Regions from separate parts of the Hordeum vulgare genome. Here region 1 is linked to region 2. A link is a contact called in public Hi-C data. All regions are on one chromosome and are shown on one strand. The core of a region is the stretch at or near the end of the contact, and the rest is flanking DNA. Distances in the headings are between cores, read along the strand shown.

What was found. A called contact is a pair of places that touch in the nucleus more often than the background predicts.
Region 1: a Hi-C map of seedling shows a contact between it and region 2, with 2.0 times the contacts expected there. The contact joins the promoter of LOC123402478 here to the enhancer-like site in region 2. A contact is called at or near these places in 2 of 6 Hi-C or Micro-C datasets (leaf and seedling).

What each region holds. Positions count from the first base shown.
Region 1 is chr6H:507,935,573-507,942,770 of MorexV3_pseudomolecules_assembly, reverse strand. LOC123402478 reads right to left here and starts at 2,594. Exons shown (of 1, transcript XM_045096400.1): 1 at 665-2,594. The coding sequence starts at 1,514. The coding sequence ends at 981.
Region 2 is chr6H:507,820,918-507,828,677 of MorexV3_pseudomolecules_assembly, reverse strand. No RefSeq gene overlaps it. Among protein-coding and RNA genes, the nearest start is that of LOC123402189, 34 kb to the right of the region's middle. Within about 2 kb of position 6,232, at least 2 of the 3 cell types and tissues checked have open chromatin away from gene starts, as enhancers often do. A contact at or near this core is called in seedling, where this site is marked.

The DNA of each region.
Region 1 (7,198 bases), core at 1,345-3,844, 120 kb before region 2:
GCAAAATCAGCTTTGAATAATGTCAAATAGTAATGTCACCATTCAAGGCTAAAATTTATCTTTTCCGTAGCTCACATCTTCTAATGTGTTTCAACTTAAAATTTTATGTGACAATAAAACATCATCATCTTAATATTCCATAGTTTTAGTTTTTTTGAAACTTTACGATATGATTTTTATAATTTTTTTATTTAATATTGATTTCCGTATGATATTCTCCCTTTCTCTTCAGGTCACGGTTCTCGCCATGATTTCACATCAATTCTCTCCTCCAATTTACAGCGAGGAGTACGATCCCTCATCCATCCTTCACATGCGTGGAGCCGTGGAACCCCTCCAAAAGGGGGGACATGCGTCACAAGATGGCCGCCGTCTCGTGTAAGACGTGCACGGTCGCGACAAGCATCTCTATCCTGGCTCTCGAACGCCTCCAGCCCAAGGTCTCCCGTCGTTTCTTGGGTCGCAATCAGTCCCAGCTGGAGCACGCCAAGCTTTCAGAATTCGGGTCAAAATTCCTTTTCCTCTTCTTCTTGCCAATCGCGCAAGTTTCCGGCCGGACACTCAACTTTGTTTATGCAAAACAACGGCGAAATTGCTAATGCGACACCAAGAAGTCACCGACCAACCATTCGCGAGATCAAAAAGAATAAATTATCAGCCGTAATTGGGGACAAAACTTGGATTAAGTATGAATGACAACGAATGTAGCAGTCGCTTCTCCTCTTCTTCTTTGTTTTTCTTTGTACAGTGGGGGGAACATCATCAATCAATCATGGGAGCAGGGGGAGGGGGAGAAAGAACTGGAAGAAAGAAGAAAGAAACGAATCCCCATCCATCCAGTCCCCATGGAACCGAACCATCCGAGAAAAGGCCGCCATCTTTTTGCCACGCTTTGAGAGTTTGACCACCATCGTCGTCGAGCGATTATACCTTTCCTTTTCCTGTGGCGCGATCGGGGAGGAAGGGGGGCGGAGGAGCGGTCAGGCGTCGGCGGGAGGCGGGCGGAAGAGCGGCGGCGCGTCGCGGCCGCCGAGGTCCATGGAGGACTTGGCGGAGGAGGGCGGGGCGGCGAAGCGGGAGGAGAAGTCGCGGTAGCCGCCGGCGTGGTCGCCGGGGTCGGGGGTGGCGCCGTGGCCCTCGTCGAAGTTGAGCGCGTAGCTGAGCGCGTCGTAGTTGAGCTTGCGGCCGCCGAAGGCGTGGTGCGGGCGCGGGCCGGGCCCGCGGCCGAAGCGCCGGATGAAGGTCTTCCAGCGCGGCCCCGCCGCCAGCTCCGACCACTCCCGCACCTTGAGCATGGCGTCCACCGCGCCCTGCCACCAGTGCTCCTCCTCCGCCCCCAGCGTCGCCGCACCCGCACCCGCACCCGCCCCGCCGACGCGCTGGTGGGAGAGGGCGGAGGACGAGGAGGAGGAGGGCCAGCAGGGGAAGCAGCAGCACCGGCTGCCCCGGCGCGCGAAGAAGGCCGCCTCCGCCTCGTCGGCCGCGCCGCCGCCGTGGTCGTGGTCGGCGTCCATCGCCTCGCCGCGGGTGTGGATCGTGGATGGATGGAGATGAAACCCCCGCGCCGCCGAGCCGAACCTGTCGTTGGGTTTCTTTGCGGCTGTGCGTTTCTTTGGTCTCTTGTGCAGTTGCGCTGTGGCGTGCGGGCTTTTTATTGGGCGCCGCCCGCGGGCGGGCCGTGGGTGGGATGGTGGAGTCAACGGTAGGCGCGGCTGGCTGACGTGGGCCGGAAACCGCGGGGCCCTGATATCTATTGCTTCCAACGTTTTTTTTTGTTTTTTTTGGAGAATTCTTGGTTCCAACGTTATTATCCGTGTGAGAGACCGGCTGACACGCTTGCTTTTCCTTCAGATTACTCGTCTAGTTCTTAAAAAAAAAGATTAGTAGTATTCGTCTTTACTGTCCACTTGACTAGCGATAAACATGACACGGTCCTTCCTAGTACGACTACCAGGCCCGATCAACATGCTGTGCATCTTCTGTCGTTATTATTATCTCTATACATCCGTAGAGTCGGAGAAACGTTCAGCTTCAGCCCGTGTTTTTGCATCTATGAATGTATGTATGTATGGCTTCGCGGTTGTTTCTGAATCCTGACGGCGATCGGTAATAGTGCGTTATTAGTCACAATGAGGTTCACTCTATCCTTTGTTATCCGGAAGGAAATATCGGACTGTCTGTTCTTTTTTTGCTTTGATGAAGTGCGCAGGGAAAGGGAAATCGGAATGGATCGGAACGACAGCGCGGACACACACGGAGGGACGAAGCTGGCTGGGCCGGGACACATCCGGGTCGGGCGGCCGCGAACGAGATCTTGCTGCTGACGGTCGTGCGAAGCGGTTCCAACTGCGTGCCGGGTCCTCGACATGCCATTTGCGCTGCGAACGGCCTGCGGATTTCGCCGGCACCAGGTTTTGCTTGCAGCTGCATGGCCTCTGGCACTGTACTGTTGATTAAGAAATTGATTTCTCTTTCTGTGTGTGTGGAACTAAGGAATTGATTTCTCTTTCTGTGTGTGTGGAATTAAGGAATTGATTTCGCTCATAGGCAGCAGGATAATTGCACTGCTGGCTGTACCTGTACCTGTATCTGCACGTGACAGGGTTTTTTCGGGTCACATAGCTGTCTATCTTTTTGGTGCTTTTTTATCTTTCTGATTGATGGTTGATTGAGAGTGTCTATCTTTTGGTGTTAGTTGCATACGATTAGGTGGAACGCTTAATTATGCAGACCAGGGTTGGTCTATCTTCGTGTTCAGGCGAAATAGCAGCATGGATTCCTTGTGGCCGCAGCTCCAGGCTCGAAGCCGATCACGGCGAATTGGTTGTGTATCTATCCGTTCAAGTATCCATTCGATCGTGGTTGTCGATTCTTCTTTGTGGATTGAATTGATGATCAGGATTTACTTTAGTCTTGGATGTAGAGAGGATTTGAGAAAGGACTGCTATTGACCGCCCCACCTCAAAAGTAAAAGAACGAAAACACATGGGACCTGGGTCGAGCGTGCATGTTTGGATAAGATCGACCTATCGACCAGCAATGGGCCACACCAAGCCATGGAGTAGCCATCGTACTACAACCGACCCTCTTATATGTTCGCAGACGCGTCTGGTTAGTGGTTGGACCTCTCATATTGTTTTTATATGTTCGAGCTGTTCGCCAATCCTCATATTCATCTTAAATATGGAGAGGATATGAGGGCTTGCGGACGCGTCCGGGTGTCTAGTCAATCCATCACATAAGACACGACCTCATGCTAGACCATATTTTTCTTTTTTTATTCATTCTTTTCTTTCTCTCTCTTCCTCTTCACCAATCACGTGCAAGTGACGTGACATATGAGGAAGAAAATAAAGAGTATGACTGCGCGGACGAACAAATAGGAGACACGCCCAGTCACTGACAGGACGCGTCCGCTGACGTTTAGGGGGGTCATATTTGTAATGTCTGGCTGTAGATGTTTTAAGCTTCCCTAAAATAAAATATAAACTATGTGAAAGTTAGCTCAAAAATCACACAAGAAAAACTTCTACGGAGTCATTATTTGGCAGCCTCCATAACCAATGGCGGGGCTTGAACCAAAATAAGGGGGGAGGGAGAGGGGGGATTGAGCTCCACTGTCTTAGGGCAGGTGCATCTGGATGCATGACATGTGAGACCAACAGTTGGCTGTCCCACATGTTACAGACCCAAAGGCAGATAACGTTATGGTATTGAAGCAACCTTCGAAGGGGGGAGGCGTGGCAAAGAGAGTTAGGGAGATTACAGAAGCCATAAGATTAGCATTAGGGCAAGCTTATCATTAATAATATTTCTCATGAAACGATGAGTCGTGATCCTCCTTGGTCATGCCAACGCTCCGCCAGTGTCCGCAATGTTATATAAAGCATGCTTCATAATGTTTTGGAGGTCGGGATATGGAGGACAGGTAGATTGGCCAAAAGGGGATGATCAAATTATGGCCTCTGCCATGTATGCAAGCACGAGCACGAATTAGTTGACCGCCTCATCTTCAAGTGTCATTTCTCCCTTAGCCTTTGGAACCTAATCAAGGATTGATTGCAAATTGGATGCTTCGAGAACTCTACTAGCACTTGAAGTGTTCAATCAAAGGTTGGTGGATTCAATATTATTTCTCATATAGAAAAGTACTCATGCCTTTTCTATTGTTGCATCACATAGAATTTACAATGTTCTTGTCAATTTCTAGGTTTATTCATAATATTACATTGTACAAGTTACTCATTCTCTTGATTATAGATTGAACTTCCAATAAACTGATCAATGCACTGAGCTACATATAGGTTTTCCCCTAAATATGTTTGATGAATTGATATAAAAGGAAACACATCATTCCTAGTACCTTTTCTAATATAATAATGACAAGCCATTAAAGTGGTACACACATCCATTGCAAATAATGACTTAACACATGATTTTTACGTAATCAACCTCTAGCCTATTTCTCCTTCAGTAAGCCCTACATTAACAACAACACCACATAGTTGTCTCGAGCATTTTAATAGAAAATCAAATAAAGTAGCTCATGAACTTGCCAATTTAGCTAAATTTTATTTCATTTCAGAATGGTTCGAGGAGCGTAGTAATGATATTTTACCAATTCTCATGAACGATGTAATGGTTATTTCTAATGAATAAATCTTAATTTTATTTCAAGAAAAAGTTGTTCGGAACATCATGATCCCCCCACCCACATGAAGTTACTAAGAATTTTTCACAAGTGAGACACCTAAAAAACACAATGGAATTATCACCCAAACAGAGGTAGGGTAAGTTGGTTATAAACCATTCCCTCGAGTCATTTACACGAGCTAGTTTGTCCCTCATGCTAGGACACTACTTCAATTAGTATTTACTAGCACGATGCTCGTGCGTTGCCACGGAACCATTTGCTTTGAGGTGGTGAAATAACGTTGGCATCCTTTTATGACCATTGCGTGATTTATGATTAGAAAAGATAGCAATAATACAGTGAGAGACATGCAACATCAAAGAATTTTATATGACCATAGTAGATTGGGAAGAGAACTAACCAAGATCGATTTTGAGCTGAAGTCACATTATGTCTGTTATTTGTGCCTTTTACAAAAAGGGCTGGTCTCATATGAAAGTACTGCATTTGTTTATTTATGACATGTCTCACATGTGAGTAAGGTATATTTGTTTATATGCCTCTTAGAAGGTTGTTAGTTCCATATGTGGGGATGTGTGTTTTTATTTATGATAGATCCCATATGTGACTAAAGTACATTAGTTTATATGTCTCTTGAGAGGTTGCTAGTTTTACATGTGGGGATACGTGTAATTGTTTATTTGGAAAGGATGTTGGCCCCATATGTGAACTCACCGCCAACTCCAATCTTTATAGGTAGAAAAACAATCCTCATAAATTGTGTTCGCATGAGTTAATGACATGAGTAAAACAGTCCACATTTAGCTTCACATTAAACAATTAGAGCGTGAAAGAACATATCGTCCAATGAGTAGAGTATGTCACCTATTTGTGAAGAAAAACTAAGCCAAACTTTGATAACATTTATGAAAGGGAATTTCCCTCCCTAAGTGAATTTGGTAGATGACAACACAATTTGCGGCCGTGTGCTTGTGCAATACATGCATAATCAAAAGTGGTACAAGACGGTTAGGTCCCATGTAAAAGGAAAAGTGGAAAGAATGTGTTCCAATGTTTTCATTTCTTTTCAGTCATAGAAAAATCATATTGTTAATAGGATATATGCTTGAAAAGGTATGAGGGAATCATTCATGTAAACAAATAATATTGCACCCACATCACCTTCCTAACTCTCTAGGCGTTCATCATCTTTTTCTCGAGCTTCTAGATTTTTACTACCCGATAGTACTGGATTAGACAACAGTAGTACCACTCCTTTGTAGGAGCAATATTGTTGATGACTACTCCCAGGCCAAGACAGAGTGTTGGACCACTACCCACCGGGGGGGGGCTCTTTTTCTCCTATTTTTCGCGGTGCTAGGGCGACACTAATGTTGGGAAACATAGAAGAAAAGCAAAAAATTATCCACCCTATGGATCAAGAAAGATCACTATGGAGGTGCATACAAGGTTAGATAGGGCCAGTACCAACTTTGAGTTGCGGCCGGAGAAGAGTTGGTGTAGATCGTTTCTGAAGTCCCTAGAACCGTCCTATGCATGGTCCGTCGAACAACGATCTAAAGCACACACTCTCTATGGACTGCATGCGTAGATCGTAGGAGATCGATGATCCGGCATGCGTAAGTCATTACTCCCATGGGATCAACACATGATCTTTTTATTTCTTTCTATTTCATTGCTATGATTGATGCATGAGAGTAAAGCAAACAATTTCCAACTAATCGTTATTATATAACTCTCACACTCGGTTACATGGATAGATAGATCATAAAGCGAACACTCTAAGAAAAAAATGCTAAACTTTCATTCTTCTAAGTCACGAAATAGCTAAGGATAAAACTAATATAGATGATGATGTAAAAGTTATGGTGATACAATATCGGGGCACCTCCCCTAAGCTTGGAACAAGCTAGGGGTGGTGCCCATACCCATGTACTCAAGTTTCCTTCTTGGGTGATGGTGGTGATTGTAATGCCCCAGAGTGTAACTTGCCATATTTGGAACCTTCTTGTATGTGGGTCCATGATGTCATTGCCATGTGAGATATATGCATGTGTTATTTCATGTGATGTTACTTTGTCTCCCCTTTGCATTCATGCATTCATTCCATTCATGCCTTCTTGTGTTTATTGTTGTTGTGGTTCCATGGATGTGATATGTGATGATGATATGTGATGTGATGAAGTGGTGCATTTGAAAGTGGGGTGCATCTATGGTAGTTTTTCAACTAGGTTTCAAAACCCTCCCTCTCTATTTTTTTCTCAAGCTCAAGTTTGACTTGCTCCAACCTTGGTTCAAATGTGTAGATCTTTTAGAGTATTTTGTGGTGGATATGGTGCTAGGTTTATTGTGGTTTTAAACTTTGTTTAAGTGAGGTAAATATTCACAAAAACAGGTTATTCAAATTCTGTTTTGTAAATATTTAAATGTTCCAAAAATTCCTTTTTCATTTTATTTAAATAGGTCATAATTCCCTTATGACCAGGGGCATTTTTGTTTTATTTTAGCATCATCAGTGTGTCATGTGTGTTTTATTTTATCTCT
Region 2 (7,760 bases), core at 4,983-7,482:
TGGGGCGACTCCAACGGAGAAAGAACAGGAGGGGGTTGGAGGGTTTTTATTTTTATTTTGAGGGGGTTGGAGTTGGGGGCGTCCGTCGTGGCCTCGTGGGTGAGTTGGTCGTGGCTATTCCAGTTTTCTTTTACCACGTACGTGATTGAACCGGTTGATTCTCTTGTTGGTTTTCGGAGGGATTGAAGGATTGGAAAAAAAATCGGTGGGAGGAGTTAGTCATAGGAGGTCGAACCATCACGACGTTCGATCCTGCTTTAATAGTAGAGATTTTTGTTTCTCCATCAAGCGGAAGCGTCGGCCAAGAAGAATACTAGTTTCAACGGAATGCAGGCAGTCACACAACAAGGGCATCGAAGGAAAGGATAAAGATCTACGCACCTGTTACACTGTCCTTGACGGAGGCAAAGGGCGTCAAGTTTGCTTCTACGTGTTCTCGTACACCATCCGCTCCGCCGCGCGGTCCTTGCCGTAGCCGCCTGTGATGAGGACACACGCCCTCATCGCATGGTTCACACCTGCTACAAACCCAAATCACAGAAGCTGCCGGCCGTGGAAGACATCTTAGACGCAAGTAGATGGAGGGCGAAGGCGGAGCGGGACTCAACGGAGAGAAAGCGGGAGGGCGAGCCACGGCCACCATCGAGCAGACGAGGATCGCAACGAAGATGGTCGCGAAGACGACGCCTGTCACGCGGCGTCAGACTCGGACCGACCGCAGGCGCCGACCCAGCCGGCGCTTCTGCCACCGCAGCCATGTCCAGCATGGCTAGCTGTTGCCGGTCGCCTAGAACGCGGTGAAGAACTCGTCTATGAATGGGTCGGCCTTGAACCGGCGCAGCGCGTTGAGCACGTGCGCATTCCGGACCGACGGGTCCTGGACTAGGACCGCGAGTGGAGGACGAGTTGCGAGTCCCAGACATGGCAGATGGCCCTGTCGAGGGCCGCGAAGAAGTCGAGGGTGTGGAGGCTGGGGTCGAAGTAGTCCTCGACGAGCGCCAACAGGTCGGCGCAGCCCCACACGTTGTGCTTGCTGGCGAGGACGACGTGAACCACCTCCTGGTTCATCTCTACCAGGCAGCCGGTGACATTACGGAGGGAGCGGAGGGACATGGACCGCACCTGCACCAGGCCGCCGCGGCCGACACGGTGAGGCTTGCGCGCCGCCGCAAAGCCGCGTCGAAGCTCTGCAGCTCCGGCTCCCTGCATCGCGTCACCTCATACAACTTCACCTTCCGGTCCTCTTCCTCCGTCGCCTTCCCACTCTTGAGTCGCTGTGGCCTCATACTAACGTGACTGTTCCCCATGGCCAACGAGCCCCAAACCTCACAGGCTTGAACTCCCCTCGTCGTGACGGCCGAGTCCAATGAAGTTTCTCGGGAGAGATGAGATTGGAATCGATGGGGTTGAGCCTTGGAGGAGTTGGGGCGACTCCAACGGAGAAAGAACAGGAGGGGGTTGGAGGGTTTTTATTTTTATTTTGAGGGGGTTGGAGTTGGGGGCGTCCGTCGTGGCCTCGTGGGTGAGTTGGTCGTGGCTATTCCAGTTTTCTTTTACCACGTACGTGATTGAACCGGTTGATTCTCTTGTTGGTTTTCGGAGGGATTGAAGGATTGGAAAAAAAAATCGGTGGGAGGAGTTAGTCATAGGAGGTCGAACCATCACGACGTTCGATCCTGCTTTAATAGTAGAGATTTTTGTTTCTCCATCAAGCGGAAGCGTCGGCCAAGAAGAATACTAGTTTCAACGGAATGCAGGCAGTCACACAACAAGGGCATCGAAGGAAAGGATAAAGATCTACGCACCTGTTACACTGTCCTTGACGGAGGCAAAGGGCGTCAAGTTTGCTTCTACGTGTTCTCGTACACCATCCGCTCCGCCGCGCGGTCCTTGCCGTAGCCGTCTGTGATGAGGACGCACGCCCTCATCGCATGGTTCACGCCTGCTACAAACCCAAATCATAGAAGCTGCCGGCCGTGGAAGACATCTTAGACGCAAGTAGATGGAGGGCGAAGGCGGAGCGGGACTCAACGGAGAGAAAGCGAGAGGGCGAGCCACGACCACCACCAAGCAGACGAGGATCGCCGCGAAGACGACGCCTGTCACGCGGCGTCAGACTCGGACCGACCGCAGGCGCCGACCCAGCCGACGCTTCTGCCGCCGCAGCCATGTCCATCATGGCCAGGTGTTGCCGGTCGCCTGGAACGCGGTGAAGAACTCGTCCGTGAATGAGTCGGCCTTGAACCGGCGCGGCGCGTTGAGAACGTGCGCGTTCCGGACCGACGGGTCCTGGACTTGGACCGCGAGTGGAGGACGAGCTGCGAGTCCCGGGCGTGGCGGATGGCCGTGTCGAGGACAGCAAAGAAATCGAGGGTTTGGAGGCTGGGGTCGAATTAGTCCTCGACGAGCGCCAATAGGTCGGCGCAGCCCCACACATCGTGCTTGCTGGCGAGGACGGCGTGAACCACCTCCTAGTTCATCTCTACCACGCAGCCGGTGACGTTGCGGAGGGAGCGGAGGGACATGGACCGCACCTGCACCAGGCCGCCGCGGCCGACACGGTGAGGCTTGCGCGCCGCCGCAAAGCCGCGTCGAAGCTCCGCAGCTCCGGCTCCCCATAGCGCGTCACCTCATACAACTTCACCTTCCGGTCCTCTTCCTCCGTCGCCTTCCCGCTCTTGAGTCACTGTGGCCTCATACTAACGTGACTGTTCCCCATGGCCAACGAGCCCCAAACCTCACAGGCTTGAACTCCCCTCGTCGTGACGGCCGAATCCAATGAAGTTTCTCGGGAGAGATGAGATTGGAATCGATGGGGTTGAGCCTTGGAGGAGTTGGGGCGACTCCAACGGAGAAAGAACAGGACGGGGTTGGAGGGTTTTTATTTTTATTTTGAGGGGGTTGGAGTTGGGGGCGTGCGTCCTGGCCTCGTGGGTGAGTTGGTCGTGGCTATTCCAGTTTTCTTTTACCGCGTACGTATCGGTTGATTCTCTTGTTGGTTTTCGGAGGGATTGAAGGATTGGAAAAAAAATCGGTGAGAGGAGTTAGTCATAGGAGGTCGAACCATCGCTGGTCGAACCATCACGACGTTCGATCCTGCTTTAATAGTAGAGATAATGTAACATTATCGATAAGAAGTTTTTTGCTGCAACCACCATACTGGTTGAACAAGTTGATAATTCTGAGTGATTGAATCAATTGGCTTGTACAAAGGAGTTACCGTTGTTGTTTCCTTCTTCATATTTGAGCGATAACAATACCCAAAGAAAAACACATGAAATTTATAAATTACTAATAAGTTGTGTCATATGTTGGTGGGTGGAGATTTATCAATTCATCAAAGAAAATATGGTAACTATATAGTATTCACGGAAGATTGTAGACACTAGATGCCATCATTACATAAAATACTTACCGTTATCGACCCAAGAGATCTTGTTGCAAAGACAACCTAGTAGCACACACTACGAGACTGAAGAGCTATGCCGACGTCGGCTGTCGGTGTAGGTCTATATCGCGTCGACGTAGGGGTATGCTGACGACCACTATAGCCATAGCCCCATTGGGATCGCAAACATCGATGTATCTCGTCGGTTTAGTTGGCATAGCAATACTGTCGGCATAGTCACCTACGCCGACGGCCGTTGTACAGCCGTCGGCACAGATAGACCATCGGCAACCTTTGCCACATGATGGCAGATGACGGCACCGTCGGCGGGTGCCTTCCGAACCAGAGCGAGACGCATGGCACACCTATGCCGATGGTGTGGTCGTCGGCATACCTCCAGAGCTGAGTCGACGGGGAGGTTGTCGGCGTAGATCTGTTATGTGGCTGTCTGTGGTGTCTCCTGGCACATGACTACGCCGACGGCATAGCCGTCGGTATATCTTCTTTTCTAAAAAAAATTATTGCGGCACACGGCTACGCCGACGTATCTCTACCACGTGGCGACTCCTGGTGCTTCATGGCGCATGGCTACGCCGACATCATAGCCGTAGGCATATCTCCTTTTTTAAAATTTTGTTCTCGTGTTTAATTCAAATACAAAACACATACATACACACACACATATATATACATATATCACAATACATATACACATAATATATATAACATATCCACATCATTATTACCACAAGATAAGTATTACCGTCGCAACATAAGTAAAATCAACACAACATAAGTTGAATCAACAAATATAAGTCGAAACAACGCAACAAAAGTCCATAATAGAGAAGCACGGAAATAGAAGCCACCACCACCACCACCATCTAGAGGCTTAATTGCTAGGACGTCCACCACCAAGTTCGTCACTGCTAGGTCTGATCTCTTTTGTCCATGAATGATGATGAGCGACGACGTCAGCGACAAGAGCAGCAGGAAGCGACGCGTAAAGAGGAGAGGTCGATTAGGTTTTTCGATTGATCGTATATGATCGAGGCTATGTACTGTCTTGCAAAAAACAAACTTTAGGCCACGACTGCCATGAGCCATGGGCTATTGGGATTGTAGCGGGGTGGAGCACCATTAAGTCACTAATTAAGCATGGTTTGTCTAAAGAACTAATTAAGCCTGGTAATTAGTCTTCTGACCGCAAATAATAGACTAACATATGCCACAAAACTTTGAGGGGGCCGACCAATGGGGGGTCTAGCCCCTACTCGACCCCCTATCTCTCCGCCGCTTGTCTAGGTGTATTCTATTTTATTAGCATGTTTTATGAATTTAAATTTGTTTGATAGTTTGTATTTGAATTTTAATATTTATCGGTTAACTATTTGTATTTATATTTTAATATTCGTATTTGCATTTGTGTGTATGTTTAGATACATGCGTTATTTTTTTACTATATCTGTTGAAGCATTACTGCAGCGTATTAAATTTTACAGCACCTGAAAGAGCCAGTGACGTTATTTCGACATTGTTTTTGTTTTTTGAGAGTGCACGTATTTGAGTTGCTCTTACGAGTCACGAGCGGATCGGCCGGTGAGACTCTAACGAGCTTGTCGCATCCGAGGAGATCGGAAGGTGCAATCACAGTTTTTACAGATTACATGAGACCATGATCGCAGTTTTTATAGATTATCAGTTATGTATAATCTCAAGTACAATAACCACGCCTTTTTTAATTAAAATTTGAATACTCCGTCGTTGGCTACTTTGTTCGTTCAGAATGAATTCGCTTGTGCCGCGCACTTGGAAAAGGCCAAGTTAGCAATGCATGGAGTGATTTGTAGAACGATTTATAAAGTACACCTGACGGCCGAGATTGACGGTTCTTCTTTGAAAACAACTACACTTGGGCTGAGCTTCTTCTCTGAAAAGTGAAAACTGACAAACTCATGCAGAGACCATGTAAAGATCATGTTGCAGGTTGCGACCTGTGTGTGACGGCTTTGAAGAGTGGTAGTATACTACTCCGTCAGTCAGTCTTGAAATAACTGTTTCAACTTTGTACTAACTCTAATATAAAATTGTATTAAGCTTAAGACATTTAATTTGGGACGAAGGAAGTAGTATGTAATCCTTCCAATATTGTTATGAGTTAAGACTTTCATCAATCATTGCTCAAAGGTAGTTACAGATGAGAGTCATCAGGGAAAAAAGGACCAGGCACATTCAAGGCCTAATGCATGAGTGCAAGCAATGAGCAAATGATTGTAACGTAATTTAATGCTCTGATTGCCATTTCTAACCAATGCTGTTAGACCGATCGCCCCATCGCTCTGAATCACACAAGGCTAACTGCCTAACTCCATAGTGCGAAAGATAAGATGAATCATACACAACACTTGCGCCGTTCTTTGCGAATACGATGGCGACACACGCATCAGGAGAACAGATTAATTTACTGTCTCTGCAGTTTCTAGAATCCGGAGCCCACCCTTATAACAACAGGTTTCGCTGTTCGATGATGATCCCGCTGGCGGGCGCTCCATCTAAGCTTCTACTCCCTCGGTCGTACAATATGAGAGCATTTTTTACACTACACTAACGTTTGCAGGGGGGAGCAGGAATCTTCCATCGAAAGCATTTGCAGCAGAGGGATGTTTCCATCATCAATCCTTCATCCGCTCGTGTCGATTTCCATGTGATAAACGGACTATTTCAGCATGTGATGTCTTGATTGGTTTTGCTCTATGATGAAATCCACGAAGTGGTATATCATCGAATGATTTCTTATGTGATGCGCCCCATCTCCTCCGTTAGGTGAGCCGTGGCTTTCGGAGGATCTGGAACTCTACAGTATAGATGTCTAGAGAGGTCCTGAGTTATGGGCGACGGATGACAACGTAGCTAAGCTAGCAAGCAAGGTGCCAAATTGTTCGTGGAAACATTCCAGTGCATAGCTTTCAGCGTGTCTAATATTTTTTTGCCTTTTGAGATAGAGCATTCCCATGCCTGTCAAGACTGTTACAGGCAGCCCCGTTCCTGTTTATGTCAAGAATTAAACCGAATGGATTCTTGCAGCATAGCTTCAAATCGAGCCTGCAAAGCTTCACAATGAACTCACCAAAAACCATATTGCACATGGCGCTTCCCCCTAGCCTGTCGGCGTTGCGGGTTCGCGATCTCTGCGTGGAAAAAGATGCATGTCAAGATAATCGATCCATTTTGCCGGAATAGATGGATGGCTACCTTGCGATCGAAGCATCGCATTTGCAGGACCTTAGGCGCAAGGTTGCATTCGTTTGGACCGACCTTCCATGAGAGATCGGTCCCGCGATCGGAAAATGCAGCACTCCATTTGCTAGCTTCCAAACAAAAACACATTTGGGATCGATTTAAGTGGATGGACCACTTCTTTGTTGGGGTTTCTTTTTCCTCCACCCTTCGTTCCTTTTAATCTACACCGCCTCCACAATAAGCCAGCAAAATAATTGCCTAGGCAGTTAGCACTAACGAAGTGACGATCGATGTGAAAAAACCCACTCACGTCGCTCTCGACCGATCCTCCGGAAGATGACGCATCATGCAATCTCTTCATTTTTGTTACCACTTTGCATCTGAAAGCGTGATCCTTTGCCGCGCGTATTGTCAAATCGCCGCTACACGATCTTCTCATTGCTTATTGTAAATTACTAGCAGCTGACGTTACCATCGACCTGACGATGAAGACATCATATAATGCATTGCAGGAGCACATGATGCTTCTCCATGACGATCCATGAGCTTAATTAATAAAGCCGCCCGACAAAACGGGCACCTATGCGTTACCAAAAATGCTTAAATACGAGGTGAGCAGCTCGCTCCTTTCTCCTAGACATGTGCGGTTTAATCAAGAAACTTATACTAGGATACCCATAGCTCTCGGTTGGCCACCAAGGTTTAGTGTCCATTCCACTCGCCGATGCGCACTTGTGAGCGACAGGAAGCATAATTTAATTTACGTCGTCTGATTTCGCTGCTTATTGCTGAATACTCGAGCATCATTGTGCCTGCCCGTGCCCGCGGCCTGAATATTTTAGCGCCTCGAAGAAACAATATCCCGACTGTTCCAGGTTCCATCATTGTCTGCACATATATATCCAACTAGTTCAGGGATCAGTGTGGATAGATAGAAGATGTAGAATAGTAGGCTTGGAAGGAATTGGTGGACGTGCCTCCGTTGTGGAGAGCACCCACCCATGGCACTCGCCAGGCTCCGCTTCTGTCCGGCTACAGGCCCCGACTGTTCCCGCATGGGACGGGGCATTGTCTTCTTCCCCTAGCTAGACTGCACGCGCACGCGCGCACAGCATATTGCATGTTTGATTCT